Regions from separate parts of the Gasterosteus aculeatus genome. Here region 2 is linked to region 1. The links are chromatin contacts, called in public Hi-C maps. All regions are on one chromosome and are shown on one strand. Each heading gives the region's core, a stretch centred on a gene start, on an enhancer-like site or on the middle of the called end of the contact. The rest is flanking DNA. Distances are from core to core; before and after follow the strand shown. Region 1 holds the start of gpx3 (glutathione peroxidase 3). Region 2 has its middle 15 kb from the start of ctnna1.

Region 1 (2,700 bases), core at 9-2,508:
CAGCGACAGAAGCCGCAGGCCAAGTAGTAAGCCTTCTTCATGGCCGTCTTGGTGGGATCGTCAGGCAGAGGCGCTGGGATGTTGGTGGCTCGGGTAGACAGCGTGTGCATGCAACACGGGCAGTCAAAACAATTTGCACACCTGCAGAACAGTACAGCACACATAATCAGGAATGGATATTAATTACTTTCATTAGCATCATTTGATGAGGTAGGGAGATCGGAAAATTACAAAGTCAGCAGTGACCTGCTTTACTGACTATATGAGCACCTCGGGCTCACCTGTTCTTTTTCAGCTTAGCCTCCGCTGATGGCATGTTCTCCAGACAGCTTGGACAGTAGTGAGAGTCCACCTGATTACCACCAACAAGACGGGAGTCAGTCAAACGGCGCATACTCATCTTAAACGGAATAGCTTTAATTCAGGAGACAACCTTCGTGTCTTACTGCCTGAGCTGCAATGAAAAGCGATCACGTCAACAATAACAAATCACGGCCTAGTGATCTGAAATCGCAATATGTGAATGTATGTGAAGAGAGAAGAGTATGTGAAAGAGCTAACAGCACTCTGGGTGTGGTGTCCATAACTGTGAGCCACGTTAACATGATGGATTTTGAAACTGAGTGACGTACCCCGGGTGAACTAATGTTGTAATAATAGGATTGTACATGTCGGCCACGTTCTTTATTTTGGGAGCCAGGTAAATACTTAAAACGTATAACTCAAAGTGTAGCAGGCGCTAGCTAGCTAGCTAGCTTGTCCACTCATTTATGCTGCGCTCGAAATGAGGCTAACTCCGGCGGAAGTTAAACTGACGCTCCTAACCAATGAGAGGAGTGGGATTTAGGAAAAACACTTGATTGACAAGCGGCTTAGCCATTCAAAGCGTGAAGTGGTCGGGCTGAGCCCACCTATCTGTCAAAGCTACTAGCAAACCGGCTAACAACAAAGTAGCTGCCGTCTAAATGAAGCTAACAGTTAGCTTGATGACAGTAAGGGAAAACGTTCACGTACCTCGTGAGACACACATTCCAGAGACCGTAGCTCGCTACAATAGCGACAGAAATAAAGTTGAGATAAAGGGGCTCTGATCTTTTTCTCCCCACGAACCAGATAGACAACTCTATCTGGCTGCAGAAGAGACGCCATCTCCGCACAGCTCCGACGAGACGACGGGCTCACTTGCTGCGCCGCCGCTATTGTCGATGTCACCGGTAGTTGTCTGGAACACAATGAGCTCAATGTCGACCTCGTGTGGTCAACACTGCACTTGCCAGCCTAAACCCAGATGTGTACGATAGGTAACGTTACTAACGTTACTTAGGGGACTAATGTTTTTGTTTTTCGTTCTGTATTGGCACATTTGCCGTACGGCAAATGTGTCTCTAAATGACACCAAGGAGAAGATACAATATTTAAACTGCGACAGGTGATGAATTGTTTGAGGAGTCTGTTCAAGTCAAATATCTCAAAATCCATTTCATACCAACTATTTGTGCATTTTCATGTGTTTTAAAAACATATAAAATAATTGTTTTTTGGAATGTACCTCTATTTATCTAATAAGTCAATATCCCTGCTGTGATTTCTTCCTGGAAGTTTACTCCTATATAGCAGGGTAGGTGAACTCGGGATCACGACATAATAACAACATCACATATGGATGTGGCCTTGTGAAAGATAAGTGAACACTGCATGGACTATGACGGGCTCAAGCAGAAGTGGATTGGGCCACTCAGAGGGCACGTGGCCGAGTACCGCCTCACCATGGCAACGGCTGAACCCAGAGAGGAGAAATGGTCCATGGCATCCAAGTATTTCTCCTCCTGTCAGGAACGTGGCGTTAATCGTTGCGTATTTATTTATTCGTCAAAATGTCAACACACTTTTTTTCCTTCCTCAATCTCAGTGAGTGAGACACACACACAGACACATTCAACTATATTCGCTGTATTTTTCTGCAGATTTTTCTTGATTATAGAAAGTGACTTTTAAAGACAGCAGATGAACATAGACGCATTAATCAACGCTCAAACGCTTCCCGTCGTGTACTACGCCGTCACGCCAGCGGAGGGCGTCATCTCAGCCAGCTGTGCGGCTCCCCGCCCCACCTCCTCCCTCAGGAGTCAAACCATCCTGCGGGAGAAGCGGACGGACGCTCACATCGAGTCGCCGCCGTGTCGGGGAAGGACGACGTGATGCGGCCCTTCTTAACGCTGCTGCTGCTCGGCTTGCTGCGACCCTGCGGGGCCGAAACTCCACTCACACAGGTAGGCCACCTGTTGATACACGCGCACACACACACACGCACGCACGCACGGCGTGTATCCAGTTAGACAGACGTGACGCACATAAACTAAAAGCAGAAGACGTCAGCGTTCACACCGGCGCTTTATCAACCTCAAACGAGCTGATAACTGATTGAGATCTATGACGTAACCTGAATTGTAAACTAGTTGTCCCCCGCACGCGCGTTCTGTCGTAAATTGACTTTTATTTTGGAAACAAGTGGTAGGAAATAATGTAATAGACTTGTATTTAGCAACAGCTGTCATGTCTCATGGGCATGGCAGGTATTGTCCCAACAATACCAGACCGAATTTGAGTTAGTAATCCACATTAGGAAAGGTCTAACCCCTTTTTTCTTTCTACATTGCGATGCATTGACTTCATCTAATGCTTTAAATAATGGCAAATGAT
Region 2 (2,700 bases), core at 40-2,539, 110 kb before region 1:
CCTGTGAACCAAAATAGCTGGGGAGAATTTTCATTAAAAAGCAAGAGAAAGCTAACCGCTTTATATGGACCCTGGCTATAGTCATGGTTGAAATTTCCTCACAAAGCTCTCATCACAATGCTCCACTGACTTTGATAAATTCCATTCCACATAGCTTCAACCCAATGATGCCCTGGCACACTCGCCCGATGCACACACAAACACAGACAAGAGTGTAGTGCGCGCGCGTTCACATAAACGCACAAGAAGAGGGAGAGAAAAAGAAAGCTAGGCATGAATTCAGTGCCCTTAGGAGGCTGAAGAAGAATGAACCCAGCCTTCCTTGCTCACCATTTCATTGCCAGAGAAAACACACTTTCCACACTTTTCTTTTAACTATCAACCTGAGGGACCGATGCGGCGTTGTGCACGGTGCTGTCTTTCCTGTATTGTTGCTTTTTTATATCTGGTATGTATCTGAGAGGAGACATTATTGTGTGGAATCCATTCTTTCTTTGAAACCTTCCTGACGAGCTCGCGTGCCATAACTCACACAGCCACCCATGCTTCACAGCAAAGCCCAGGATCTTCCTGGGAAACAGGGAGAAGAATTCTGAATGCATGGTGAAATATTTTTCCTCTCAGCACTCATCTTTACCTTCAAAAGAAAACACATGCGACTTTTGAAAGTAAAGGAGATTGTTCACATGCACACACATACAAACGATGCTGCTGCAATGCACGATGTTTCTTATACAAAAACAATACAAAAGTAATCCGTCCCCTCCTCTGTTATAAATAAACTCTTTCCCATCAGCTACTAGTGCAAAGACACCGGCCTGCTAAATGAAATCTAGCCTGTTGAGAATAAAGCTATTTTTACCAGCATCGTGAGACTGAGAGTCAATCTGAGCTGGAGCTGCCTATAAAAAGGAGAGGCAATCTTGGTTTTGGATGGGTCTGAACGCTCAATCAGCGATACACTGCACACCAAAGGAAATAAGCCGCCTCAATCCTGACATTGATTTCTTTCTCTTCTCCTCTCAAACATTGTCTTTGTCATCCCAGGCAGTCACATAACTCCATATACACGCATTGAAATTGGTGTCTATTATTTTCTGCCGAGATAAAACGCGCGGTGCTCTCCGTGCGCTTAGCATTCGGTTCATGGTTTGCAGATTGCGATGCAAGCTCAGTATCAGCCTCAATGTGGTTATCAAAAGCTCTAATGACCTGGCACAGTTAGGAGCAACTACAACTTCAAGCCAATGCAATATTACATCAAACCACAAGAGGGGGAGGCACCACCTATTTTATTCCCAATAGCATAACATCAGAGTAGGATGACGGGCTTAATGCAAAATCCACAGCAAGAGTAGCTCTCATGCTGTGAAGTCCTATTTGTGCCAAGATTTGCTGCATGGATCAAACAGGGACTCACAGGACAAATTACATGCAGATTCACCAGAGAACAGGACACAAATCAACACAGGCCAGTCTCAGCCTGTTTTGATAACAGCTATAAAGCCCAGAGGCTGCCAGTGATGTGCTCCACTGACTGCAATCCATAACATAAATATGGAGAAATTTCACACGCTGGTCTACTATCTGCCCAAATCTGTATTTTGCAGCAGTAATTTAGATTTATATCAAAAGCTGAGAAATAAAAGGGACAAAGATGATATGCAATGTTATGTGTTGACCAGTAGGGGGAAATATATGCATATTAAGTGTCTGAGTCATTGCCAAAGAGCTTTTACTGCAGTGCCAGGAGCGTGTGTTCGCAAAGCAACTAAAACACTACCGTGTTGTGTCTGGTAAACATGACTCAGCTGTAGGTTTTTCTTTATTGGATCATTATGTTTTAAGTAGCATGACATTAATCTTAACATTTGACAAAATAATCCATTCTGGTAAGGTCTATAGCCGTCGTCCACATCACATCAACCGCCTCACTAGTATATTGAGTTTGTTCTGTTGCCATGGAAATGGAAATGTTAAAACTTTCCATGATGTAATCAGCTGTAAAAAAGTGAGCATCCCCGGTCTATAATCTCTACCTTTCCGTGTTTATGTGATGGGGGGGGAGGGGGTGTTTGTGTGTTTTTCCATGCTATGTTAATTTGCACAAGGAATAAACCGGCATGTTTTAATGTACAGTTAAACATGCCGTCCGTGTTAGTTCATTAAATATATGAGAAAAATTACTAATGTTGCATAAAACCGCTGCCGGATTGGTTTGTGATCCACGGCACCATGCTGTGATCCTGTTAAATGTGGTGGACTTGATACAAAAGAAGAAATCGTTTTTTCTTGCCTGCTCCTATCTGCTGTGATCAAATTGCTGCATTGTGTCCTTAGTCGCATTTAGGGGTGGATGACTGTCTAATAAAACAGAGACTGACACTTGTCTAGTTTAAACCTTCCCCCTGTGGAGTAAAGAAATCTATTATTGATTCTCCACGTTGAAAGATACGTTCTCAGAGGATTGTGTTTAGGTGGGCTGCAGGTCCATTTACTTGTGACTAGTTGCACTGATGGAGTACTTACTTCTGCCGAGAAAGGCGGCAAAGAGATGTAATCTTGAAACAAATTTTCATTTTTTTTAAAAATCTTATAAGCTGATGCTTGAGCAGCAACAGACAAACAAGATTGTATCCTTAGTTCATCAGATTCAAGTACGGATTCAAGTTTGCTCTGTCAGCACGCACAGTTTATTTG

The links. A called contact is a pair of places that touch in the nucleus more often than the background predicts.
Region 2: a Hi-C map of tail fin shows a contact between it and region 1, with 3 times the contacts expected there. The contact joins the enhancer-like site here to the promoter of gpx3 in region 1. A contact is called at or near these places in 2 of 6 Hi-C or Micro-C datasets (skeletal muscle and tail fin).

What each region holds. Positions count from the first base shown.
Region 1 is chr4:13,629,048-13,631,747 of fGasAcu3.hap1.1, reverse strand. It overlaps gpx3 (glutathione peroxidase 3), which reads left to right and starts at 1,258. Exons shown (of 5, transcript XM_040172831.2): 1 at 1,258-2,270. The coding sequence starts at 2,199. dctn4 (dynactin 4) reads right to left here and starts at 1,391. Exons shown (of 13, transcript XM_040173855.2): 1 at 1,015-1,391; 2 at 282-352; 3 at 1-141. The coding sequence starts at 1,149.
Region 2 is chr4:13,743,055-13,745,754 of fGasAcu3.hap1.1, reverse strand. No RefSeq gene overlaps it. Among protein-coding and RNA genes, the nearest start is that of ctnna1, 15 kb to the left of the region's middle. Within about 2 kb of position 1,289, at least 2 of the 9 cell types and tissues checked have open chromatin away from gene starts, as enhancers often do.